Linked DNA regions of Mus musculus: region 1 is linked to region 2. The links are chromatin contacts, called in public promoter capture Hi-C maps. All regions are on one chromosome and are shown on one strand. The core of a region is the stretch at or near the end of the contact, and the rest is flanking DNA. Distances in the headings are between cores, read along the strand shown. Region 1 has its middle 16 kb from the start of Rlbp1. Region 2 holds the start of Mir9-3hg (Mir9-3 host gene).

Region 1 (5,887 bases), core at 532-3,031, 130 kb after region 2:
GCGGAAGCTCTCTTTTCAACTAAACCTTCTATGGAACTTTGGTATGGAATCCTAACACTGAGGGATGTCTTCAGATCTCCTGGAGCTAAAGGCATCTCAAGGATGAGAACATTGCAGTTATGTCCAGGGAAACCAGGCCAGGGGACGACAGCGAGGGACTAGCAGAGAACAAGTATTTGACTGAGTAAAAACTTGATTTTTTCCTTTTGTTGTTGCTTTGTTTTGCTTTTGAGACAGTGATGTCTTTCTGTGTAGCCCCGTCTGTTCTAAAACTCATTTTGTAGACCAGGCTGGCCTCAAACTCAGAAATCTGCCTGCCTCTACCTTTTGAGTACTGGGATTAGAGGCATGTGCCATCATGCCTGGCTATTTTTATTTTTTCTTATTTATTTATTTATTTATTTATTTATTTATTTATTTATTTATTTATGTGTGTGTGTTTACCCATGTATGCATATATAGAGGCCAGAGGTCAATGTTGGGTGTCTTCTTCTATTGCTTATCACCTTATTTGAGTCAGGGTATCACACTGAATCTGAACTTACTGTTTCAGCTAGACTGACTGGCCAGCAAGTCCCAGGAATCCTCCTGTCTCTGTCCCTCAGCTCTGGGATTACAAGAATATGCCACGTCCCTCCACCCCACTGCCTCTCTCTGGTTGTTCCAGACAGGGTTTCTCTGTGTAGCTCTGGCTATCCTGGAACTCAATTTGTAGACCAAGTTGACCTTGAACTCATAGAGATCCACTTGCCTCCAGAGTGCTGAGATTAAAAGCATGCATTACTAGGTCCAGCCATCCTCATTTCTTACAGCATCCAGGACCACCAGCCAGGGATAGTCCCACCCACAGTGAGCTGGGCTCTCTCTCATCATCCATCAAGAAAATGGGCCATAACAGGCTTGTCTGCAGGCCAATCTGGTGGAGGCATTTTCTCAGTTGAGTGCCCTCTTTAAAAAGGACTCTAGTTTCATATCAAGTTGACACTACACTAGCCAGCACAACTTACATTTCCCAGATCTGCCTGTCTTGACAAATACAAAATGCTTTCCATCCATAAAACTGGCAGCCACAAGTATGTAGTGGTTTTGAGCACGTGTGAGGATTCCTGTTGAAGACTTTGCTTGCTGGGAACGTGGCACCCTCAGTGTGTGGCACTGTCTTCTGGGCATGGGGCCACTTTACCTACCAAGCCATCTCCCTTGCTCTGAGAAATGAGTATTTTGTTTTGTTTGGTTTCCAGTTATTCTTCTAAGGTGTGGTGGCATTTCCCTTTAAATCTGGAGCTCTGCAGTAAAGGCAGGTAAATCTTTGTAAGTTTACATGTATGGTTTACATAATAAGTTCAAGGCCAGCCAAGGCTACTTAGTAACACACACACATACACACACACACACACACACACACACACACACACACACACCACACGTACACTTCTGATTGCTTTTCTAGCATTATATTACAAACCTGAGAGAATCGTGGTTGATAGTTTTGGCTGACTCCCATCTCTCCTGGATCTCTAAGTTCCAGCAACCCACCACAGTGTAGCCCAGGCTTCCTGATGAGTGGTAACTGCACTTCATAGACAGGGATAGGGAAAACACTGCAAGTAGATTCTGGCCAGGAAGCTTTCAGGACAGGCAGCCTTGGCTCCCACTCAAGCTCCAAGAGGATGCCGAAGTATATCTACAGTCTGCAAGGCAAGGCCTTAGCTCAGGGGCCATCATAACAAGAGGACCCAATGGCTTTGTGAGGGAGAAGCCATGGACTTGGGACCCATTGAGCCTGCTCCATGTGTTCACACTGCCCCCTGCTGGTCTTGCTTAGGCACAGTCGGAGGACGTGGACACAGAAGGTGGAGGTGACATGCAATGTGGCTGCCCCTTAGCCCTGTCTGGGAAGGTGGTGCTGCTCCCTTAGGAGGTGTGGGGAGACCGCGAATGTTAAAATCTGACCTGTTCAGCCCCATAAGATCCGATCCCTCCTTTATCTGTGATTCAACAAGCGTCTCACCTTCCTGCGCTAATGAGATGGAGGAAGGACAATACAATATCTTGAAAACCACAGGAACAGGAACAAAGAGCCCTGAGTTTTATGACAACCATTTGGTCCATATAACGATATCCTTCTGGAAACATCTGGCCTGAGGCAAGAATTCGGCCACAAAGTGGGGCAGGATATGAATTGGCAGACTGCAGCTATGTGTTTCTGCCCTCCTTGTGTGAACTTTCAGAGAATGTGGACCAGCAGACTCTGGAGGCCAATCAGTCAGGCATGGGTGGAAAGATAGGCTCTGAACTGAGTTGGCCACTGCTGTGAGCAGAGAGTTCACTGGGTGACTCTGGAGTAGGCTACTGCTGCCTGGACGGCGAAGGCATGTACTTTTTTGGTCTTACGTGAAGTCAGCTAAGAGAAGAGATGAAGACACACCAGAGGGATGCACTGGACCATCTCTGCTCTTGTTGTCAGGGTGGGGGAGCACAGCTCCAATGCTGAAGAAAATCAGTGTTAGACCTGGAAGCTTGCAGGCTCCCCTGAAACTTGCAGAACCTCCATTCAAGGGGGTGCTCCCAGGAAGTAAGCACTGCCCTGTTTGGGAGATTGTTGGGGTGGCAGAATCTGAGGCTCTACCCAGATTTATCAAATTAGAGCTGCATTTTCAGCAAGACTTCCAGGGGACTGCACATTCAAGACTCCATCAACGCTTCCAATAGAGCAGCTCGTAACCTCTGCCTGCCAGGATCGTCTGGGGAATGGGAAGGTTTAAAGTTACTCTGCCATGACCGCAGCCTCATCCCAGATTTCAAAAAACCAAAAACCAAAACCAACCAACCAACCAACCAAACAAACAAAACCCACGGGAACTCAGGGCTGGAGAGATGGCTCAGCGGTTAAGAACAATGACTTCTCTTCCAGAGGTCCTGAGTTCAATTCCCAGCAACCACATGGTGGTTCACAACCATCTGTAATGGGATCCGATGCCCTCTTCTGGTGTGGCTGAAGACAGCTACAGTGTACTCATATAAATAAATAAAATAAATAAAAAACAACAATAAAACTAAAAACAAAATCCCAACCAACAAAAACCAAACAAAACAACCCCCCCCCCCCACAAACAACCCAACTAGTCCAGACTCATGAGGTTAGTCCAGACAAACTAAAGTTGTTATGTAGATGAAGGCGACCTTAAACTTCAGGACCTCCAGCCTCTATGAGACATAGGGCCTTGTGTGAGCCATATCCCCAGCCCTGCACGTGTGTGGTCTGGTGCACCAGCTTGGCATCAAGATGTTTCTAAGTTCAAGAGTAACTTGGTGGAACTAGCCTTGCCAGCCTTGTAAGCCTGTTAAGAGGTCTTAATCAAGCTAGTTTTCTCCTCTAGTTAAAGAAGTAAAGGGGCAGGAGACATGCAGGAGCAGAGAAATTTCAAACACAACAGGAACAGCTAGTTGAAGGAAGATGTGAGGGAGCACACACTTATGATTTATTTTATTTATTCATTTTATGTATATGAGTGTCTATCTGTATGTGTACCTGCATGCCAGAAGAGGGCATCAGATCCCATCAAAGATGGTCGTGAGCCATGATGTGGTTGCTGGGAATTGAACTCAGAACCTCTTAACCACTGAGCCATCTCTCCTGCACCTAAAGTACTGTTTTGTTTGTTTCTTTGTTTTAAATCTCTGAAGAGTTTTCTCCCCTTAGTTAGGGAGGGTCAGTTTGAAGAAAGATAGGATGGCTGATTGGACTGTAACTGTTGTGTAACATATCCTGATGCAGCCAGCCCATCAGTTGGGGTCCTACTGGTGGGAGAAAAGGCCCACACGGTCTGCCAGGCTTTTGTCTCAGGTCTGGAGGCTGTGGAAGTAACCATCTTGAAATCTGACACCTTTATTGCATAGCCACGGCCCCTCCCTCTCCCTATGTGTCTACCATGCAGCCTGTCAAATCTTAATCAACTTTAACTTGTAGTTCCCCCATGCGACTGCATAAAGAAGGAAAAGTTTGGGACCAGGACTTGATGGTGCCTGTCTGCAGTTTCTCGGCATCTCCAAGTCTAGGAATGTTCTAGTAACTATATATCCAGGCTTGTCTCGGCTTTGCCCTTGGGTTTCTCAGTTTTAGAAGCTCTGGTATGGAGTTGAACGTCAAGTTTCACACTGTCCAGCTAAAAACCACTGTTAAAAACCACACAGAAACCATGAAAAGTGTGATGTGAGCCTTTCAATCACCATTTTTTTTTTTTTTCTGTCAGGGTTGTACTATGTTTTTGCCATTCTGGGCTTGTCCTCAGAGCAATCCTCCTGCTTCAGTCTCCTCCGTGCTGGAATTAAAGGTATGTGCCACACCACCAAGAAATAGGCATTATTATTTTTTAATCTTATTTTTTAGAAACTTTAAAATCTAGCATTAGTTCCTACATAGAGTCAAAGGGCCAGGAAGTGGCTAGTATGGGACCCTGCTCCGGCATCCCTTTGGCTCAGATGCTCAGCCTCTAAGGGTGGCCTTATACAATTTACTCACTATAATCCGGGCATGGGAGAGGTATAGACAGGAGAGGGGAAGGGGAATGATGCTGTGCGAATTTCATTTCCCCATCGTCAGAAAAAGGAAGAAGAAAAAGATAAAGAGGAAACTGATGTGTGTTTGTAGAGACACTGGGGTGGCCCAGAGCCACAAGGAGAGAGGAGTATGTCTTCTCCGGGGAAAGGCTCAGCAGTTCAAAGTAGATTGCTTGTAATAGCTTTTTTTTTTTTTTTTTTTTTTTAATTGTTTGAGACAGGTTCTCACTATGTAGCTCTGGCTGGACTGGAACTTGTATCAAGCAGGCTGTTCTTGAAACCACAGACAAATAGAATTAAAGGTGTGTGCCACCACACCTGTCTGCAACGTAGTTCATGAAAATGGGCACTTCCTGTAAGTTGTCCTAGGGACACAGGGAAGGGGAGAAAGAGAAAGAGAGAGAAGGAATAGAGTAGGGTAGGGGCTACAATATGGAGTGCTATCTAATTAGACACTGGGTCCTCAACATGAGAAATGTTACCTATAGTATAACGAATATCAGAAAAAAATGATTTTACTTTTTAAAAAAGATTTATTTATTTATTTATTTATTTATTTAATGTCCTCAACATGAGAAATGTTACCTATAGTATAACGAATATCAGAAAAAAATGATTTTACTTTTAAAAAAAGATTTATTTATTTATTTATTTATTTATTTATTTAATGTATATGGGTACACTGTAACTGAACACATGGTTGTGAGCCTTCATGTGGTTGTTGGGGATTGAATTTTTAGGACCTCTGCTTGCTCTGGTTGGCCCTACTTGCTCCAGACGCACCAGAAGAGGGCATCAGATCTCATTATGGGTGGTTGTGAACCACCATGTGGTTGCTGGGATTTGAACTCAGGACCTTCAGAAGAGCAGTCAGTGCTCTTACCCACTGAGCCATCTCACCAGCCCCGATTTTACTTTTTAAATTGCGTATGTGTGTGTGTGTTTAGGTGCCTGTGGAAATCAGAATACGGTGTTGTATCCAGTTCATCTGGTGTTCCAGGCTGTAGTGAGCTGCCTGATACTGATGTGGGTACCAGGAACTGAACCTGAGTCCTTCGAAAAAGCGGTGGCACTCTTAACCGAGTCATCTCTCCAGGCCCAGGAATTCAATCTTTAAATTGTGCTTTATTCAGAGAGTGGGAGATATGACAAGGCAGTAGATTTAGCATCTTTACAAAGCTGTCTTACACTCATCTCTAGCCAGCAGGCGTTATGAGTGGACAGGAGGTATGCAGACAGTCTTTGCAGAGCTCAGCCCTGCCCCTCCGGTAAGGGGTCCCACATTTCTGAGGGTCTTGATGTCTGTGTCTTTCCTATCTCTTGTTCT
Region 2 (6,274 bases), core at 3,674-6,173:
GGACCATCAGCCCTCCTCTCGCAGGCTAATCGCCCCGCGGGGAAGTGACGTCAGTCGGGGGATCGGCCTATCACGGGCTTCCATTCAAATCCCAGCCCCCTTCCCGCGCTCGGCACCACCCAGCCTTACAATGGCCTCGGCGTTCACGGCTTCTGCGCCGCGAGGACAGGGGAGCGCCTCTTCTGCCCTCAGAAGCCTTAGGCCTGCTTGCTTGGATGCACACAGTCTGGCCTTTCTCTCAAACCTCTCTGACCTCCCAGCAACGTCTTAGGTGCCTGGCAGCCACCGCAGACCACCAGAGTTAGAGTTTGAGGGAAGAGGTTTAAGGTCGAGGTCTCTCCAAGGCAACCAAGTGAGCGCAGGAGAGGCTGCGAACCGGTCACTTTATCCTTAAGGTCTCTCTTCCTTTTTTTTCTTGCCCAGCACTGTACAGACACCGCGGTAGAGACTGGGGATTAAGGGAAGGAGTGGGTGTCTAGATCAATGTATCCCATATATATTGCCTGACTTGTAGGGATTCCCATGGCATGCTTCGCTCAAACCAGGTCCTAAATGTCGGCACCAGATTGTTAGCCCTTTCCCTCTGACCATTCCTAGTACAGCCAAGGATATGTAATCAATTGTGCCCCTGCGCCTTAAAGATATCCAAGGCCGTAATTGGGCTCCTATTCACCTCCCATAAAAATAATCAGCTCCTGCCATCTTTCTGCTCACAGCACACCCTAGCCCACTTACTCCAAGTGACTTTACAGGGCAAAAGAATTGACATTTTGAGGTTTCACAGTAGAATTGAGCCTGGCCACCAAACTGAAGTCCCGTCTCAGTCTCCTAAACGTGGTGGTTTAGAGGTTGCTCACCTGAAACCCATCCTGTCTTCCTTGCTCCTGTACACCCCTCCCACTATGAGCCCTGATTCACCCCCTTCACCCATTCCTGGGAGGCAAAGGATTAAATATGAAAAATTCGATATCTCCTTCCCCCCCCCCCAGTCATCCCTAGAAAGATCTTAAATCCAAGATCTAGAGATTGACTTAACAATAGAGTGGGGGTGGGGGGTAGCGGGTTCCAGGATTCCAGCAGTGACTATGAGGGAGTCCCAAAGACTCTCTGTGCTAAGGCATCCCCAAAGCAGCCCAGATTTGGTGGGGGTACTCATTCAGATCTGTTTTGGTGAGGCGGGGGGGGGGGCACCCCTTACACACTCTCCATCAGCAAATCCCATAAGGCTGGGTTCAAAGAATAGGCCCAAAGTGGGTGATTTGGAAGGGATCAGGGAATTTTTCTAAAGGTATCTAAAGCAGTCTCCCTTAAATGACACATCTGGATTTTTTTTGTTTAATACCAGGCTTTGGCACCACACCTCTGTACCCCGTGCTTGTTTTAGATTCGTCCTATTTTTTATCTTGACCCCAAATCCAAGGTGGGCTGCATCCCCACTGCCATCCCTGTCAGCCAGTGAGCAAGCCAGCTAGCAGTTACACACCTCTTTCCAAATGCCACCTCACAGACAAATCCTTGTCTCAGAAAAAGGACACAGGCTAGACTGAAAAGCATCAGAGAAACAGAGGGGCCGACCTACCGACAGCAAGGCCCAGGAAGGAACCTCGAATTTGGGCCTGCCTGGTTAATTCTAAAGGATTTTTCATAATTAGGAGGTGTCCCTTTCTTCTCCTCCTACAGCCTCTGGAATCTACACCCTCTTCCATTTAGCTGTGTGTCTGTCAGTGTGGGCGGCCTCCTGCGCTCTAGTCCTTCTGGGCCACCCTGAGCTTGGATGGGTGGAACTGAAGAGGCAGAGGGAACTGTGCAAGCACGATTCACCTGAAAGAGGGGGAGGGAGAAGAAAGAGGGGGAGTGGGGAGCAGGAGAGAGGGGAAAGAGAGAAGGAGCGTTCTCAGAGTGTGATTTAAGCAGGACGCTGCACAAAATGGCTCCTCGGCTGTGAGGTTCATGGTTATAGCACGCTGGAGCCCTGGCCTGAGAGCCTAGGGCTGGTTAGGAGTCTGGGAGAAAGACTAAAAAGCTTGATTTTGCTTTCTGTTCAGGTAAGGCAGGTTAGTGCCACCAAAGCCACATTTCTGTTGTCCTTTAGGAAACCATGTCCCTTGCCAAAGCAGGTGAGGCCAGCCAGGCAGAGGTTCCTACACCATGCTGGAGTGGGCTCTGTCTCCAGTGTCCGGGTGCATGAAGGTGTTATCAGCTCTCTCTCAGGAAGGAGGCCACAGTGAGTGTGGGCCTTGGGTCATCCATTGCTTGCCCTTTGGAGGATGTTCTGGTGGGACAGGGCAGTAGGTAGTCTCCTTGAGCTAGCAGCCACACCCATGTACAGGATGGGAAGCCTCCAGGTCAGACCCAGCAGGGACACATTGTTTGGGGCTGAGCCTACCCACGGAGGACCCAGCTGACTTTGGCTCTGATTGTCTTTTCATCTTCACACTGTACTCTGGGCCGGGTCTAAGTTCGCTACACTTCCTCCTATATCAATCTCTTGCCTCTAGCCTACTGTCCCTAAGTCCCAAGAAAGAGCTGGCAGTGGATCTAGAGCTAGAAAACCCATGGTTGCTGACAGGCCCTGGCCATGGTGCTGAGAACTGCCCACCCGGCATTTTTTTGTCTTCAGCAGTTCACCTAGCTCAGAAGTTCCTTGGTCTCCAAGTTGTGGTTTGAAACCTGAGTCCTAAGGGTGCCTACAGTAACTTAGAAAAGCAAGCATCCAGGGGGACGGCCAGCACTTAGACATCTCCACCAAAGGTTGGAGACTCCATTTTTCATACTCCTATTTTCATAAATCACCACAGAGGGACAAAAATCCTGCGCTGAGTTCCCATATCTGAATCTACAGAAACTATCCACATGTGCCCTAGAGCCCACTGAAACCTACCTTGCATTTTCTCCCACAGTCAGCTTATGAGGCCGCCCCCAAGGCTGGCATGTTACTTGTGCATGCAGATCTACATGCACAGTACAGGAGTGCTGTTGCGCCTGCTGGCAGGCATCCACTCCATGAACTCCACTTGCCTCGACTCCGTGCTTCTATTCCCTGTCGGTAGTTACTCCGCTTATGAGATAAGGGGTTCCGAGAAGGACAATTCACACCCTCACTCACAGTAGGGTGCAGATACCCTTGTCCTGCGACCAGGACCTTGCCCAGATCCTGAGGCTGGGAGCCTGGGGCTGGTGGAGCAAAGCAGATGCAGCCACTTGGCCTGCCATTCAGCCTGGCAGCAACGCTCCCTTTCATCCCCCTCTGGGCTGTAATTAGGACACAGAATCTCTAGCCACAGCCCAGGCTGATTCCAGGTGCCTCTTCCCCCTGGCAGCTTTTCTCTCCCATCCCTTCCTTGGGCTCAAGCTTTGATTAAGCTGATCTTCCTATTGTCTGGAGGCTTGAAGGGCTGTTCACAAGGAGACCCAGCTTTGGGTTACCACAGATGGAGCCAGTTCCCTGTACCCAGAGGGTACAGAGGCCTCCACACCTCCCCTCAAACACACATGGCCGATTGGACAGTATCTTCCTTTCTGTCTTTTAACCTGCCCACTTCCTCAACAGCTGAGGTGAAGGCAGGCAGCAGGGTGTGGGCTTTTCTAAACAGGGACCTCAAAATACCTTCCTCAAAATGCCAAGCCTTTCCCGTGACCAGCCAGTATTGCTCCTGGAGGCTCCTGAGGTGCACCCCTATGTCTGTGCCTACTTAACCTACCTCTGACCTCCCTTGACTGAAAGCCAGACCCTCAAACTCCAGACCCCCTTAAGAACCTATCACACACCCCCAATATGAAGAAGATTCAAAGAGGGTCTCTCTCCCCTTGAAGCCCAGCATCTGGCCTCTCTGCCACAATGGCTCAGAGATTGTATTTTTTTGGATGTCTTTGCTGCTCCAGAGATTTGGCCTGGAGCCTCTCCTTGCTAGAGCCAGCTGCCTCCTTCCTGTGACACCCTACCACCCAAGCTTCTCCCAGAGATGACCCTAAACAGCCTCAAGCTCCATCCATGGTTCCCTTGTTCTTCTCAGCTCAAAGCTAGACTGGAGGGAGTGTCAGAGACGCCCACAGACAGCTCCAAAAGGCCTGCCCCAAAGCATGGAGTGGAGTACTGAAAGGAGGGCTCTCCCAACTTCCTATTTAAAAGGGGAAAAAGACGTCACAAATCTTGCTTAGAGTGGGTGCTATGTGTTTCATTTTTCTCAAAAAAATTTTTTTCCAGGAAGCCACTTTGTAGGTTATTTGTGTGTTGGTGTGTGTGTGTGTGGGGGGGGAGCGGTGAGGGATAAGAAGGCAGAAGAAAGTCACGGGTAGGACTTAGGGAGGGGACTCCCTGAAACCTCTTTCAGAAACATTCTTTCCCTCAAACCTCTCTCTCTCTACCTCCCCACAACTTCCATCGGACCTCTCACCCTGTCCCTTTCTGAACACCGCAGGCGCGTCTCATCTCGCTATCCCAAGACCCTTGACCTTGGTCTTGAAGATTTGCGGGAGATGCCTGAGCTCTGACCCACAATTAGAGCTTAACCCCCAACCCCCCTGTAGTCAAGAAAAGCCCTGAGCCCTTGAGATGTTCAAGAGGGACCCACAGAGATACCCCAGGCCCCTGAACCAGTCCAGCCGGCTCCCTGACACTGTCTTAGTGGAGACTACCAACCTGACGCCCTAGCCCCTCTCTTCTAGCCCGGCCGAGACGCAGAAGGCAGTGACACTTACGGACCCGGGAGGGGGCCGGGGCCCCACGAGGCGACGGCGGGGGTGGGGCGGTTGTGGTGATGGTGGTTCGGCCGCCCGGGATCAGGCGAGTCTCCAGGCTCAGGCCCAGCTCCGGCCGCCCTCCAAGCGCCGCTGACCGCACGGTCGCGTGGCCGAGAGCTGCTGGAGGCAGGCGCGGCGGCGGTGGCGCGGGGGTTCCTGGCGGCGCGCCGCTTCTCCCGGCTCTGAGCGGCTCAGCGCCGCCTTCTCGGGCGGGCACGGCCCGCAGTGACGTCAGCGCGGCTCCCCCCCGCCCCCCCTGGCTTCACTCGGACCAGTGCGGAACCGAGAGGCGGAGGCAGGAGACGAGGGGCGCCCTGCCCTGCGACCCGGCCCAGCCTGCCCGCGCCCAGCTTGCATCCGAACAGCCCTCCCCGCAAACGCCCCGCTCCACTGGGTTCACCCAGAGCCACCAACCACCTGGGAAGTGGTGACAAGCAGAGGGCTGGAAGCCTCACAGGCAGCTCCAAGCCCAGGGATCCAGGATGCTCGGGGAAGAATGGAGAGCCTAGGATTTGAGGGACGTCTGCGCTCTGGATGCAATGGGGGCATTTGATCTTTTCACACACACAAGTGTTGGCTGAGGGAACCCACGAGGGATTGGCTGGTTTGGTGGTCGCAATGAGGGCTCGGAAGGGATTCTTTAGCTCGCAGGAACGTGTTTCGTTGACAGTCTGGGTTGCGTTCCAACCTGGATCACGCTCCTCCGAGACCCAGAGTGTCCCCTACCTCGCCTCATCCAGGGCGGTGCACCTGCAAACTCTTTGGGCCGCAAACCGGCCCCCGAGCCGCTGTCCAAATGCTGAATCCGGCCTCCCCGGGTCAGGCTCCAGAGCCCGGCTGCATCGCGCTCGGCATTGTCCACAGGGCGGGTACAGGGTTCTGGGACTCAGAGTCAGAGCCCCTGAAAATTCTAGTGCTCCAAGATGATATTAGGAAGCTACGAGGAAGGGGGCGAAAGGTCAAGAGGAGGCGGGAACAGAGAGGGCAGGCAGACCCGAGTGCCTGACCTGCGGAACCACCTCTTCCTCTTGCGTCCCTGTGGTTCGCTCAGGGTCCCTTCTGCCAGTGTGCTTCTCTCGCCACCACAGCAGGGGAGGTCCCTCCGGCCGAACTTGTCAGCGTGTCTCATCATTCATCCTGAGCCAGACAGACAGGCCAAGTTCATGAGCAACGCAGTTAACCCCTTGCAAACTGATCGCCTCCCAAAGGAGGGAGTTGAGCCGTTTGAATGGGGCATGCTCTCCCGGATTCCTAGAACACCACCTCCCGGAAGCTGTGCCTGCCACCGCTCCTTTCTTCTTCCTGGTCTTGCTCTGATTATTTCCCCTGCTACTTTATTTTATTTATTTATTTATTTATTTATTTATTTATTTATTTATTTATTTATTTATTTTTACTGTGTTGGTCTCCACGATCTTCCTAGATGCCTCCTCTTAAAATTAGTTTGAGATCAGTATAGTTGGTTTTCTAGACGTCTTCTCTTCCCGGGTTGTGCTGGTGTTCATGGTGGAAAATTTAGTCCAGAAAAACATAA

What was found. Promoter capture Hi-C pulls out the DNA fragments that hold promoters and counts their contacts.
Region 1: a contact with region 2 is called in a promoter capture Hi-C map of trophoblast stem cells, with 5 times the contacts expected there. The contact joins the enhancer-like site here to the promoter of Mir9-3hg in region 2. A contact is called at or near these places in 2 of 39 promoter capture datasets (embryonic stem cells and trophoblast stem cells), 1 of 15 datasets of contacts at CTCF or cohesin (embryonic stem cells), 10 of 484 Hi-C or Micro-C datasets (the HL-1 cell line, embryonic stem cells, nephron progenitors and 1 more), 8 of 115 datasets of contacts at active chromatin or transcription factors (the HPC-7 cell line, bone marrow-derived dendritic cells, embryonic stem cells and 2 more) and 2 of 9 other capture datasets (liver and pancreatic islet).

Annotation. Positions count from the first base shown.
Region 1 is chr7:79,367,610-79,373,496 of GRCm38.p6, reverse strand. No RefSeq gene overlaps it. Among named protein-coding and RNA genes, the nearest start is that of Rlbp1, 16 kb to the left of the region's middle. Within about 2 kb of position 1,781, at least 13 of the 459 cell types and tissues checked have an H3K27ac peak or open chromatin away from gene starts, as enhancers often do. A contact at or near this core is called in the HPC-7 cell line and trophoblast stem cells, where this site is marked.
Region 2 is chr7:79,498,675-79,504,948 of GRCm38.p6, reverse strand. It overlaps Mir9-3hg (Mir9-3 host gene), which reads right to left and starts at 4,923. Exons shown (of 3, transcript NR_040314.1): 1 at 4,699-4,923.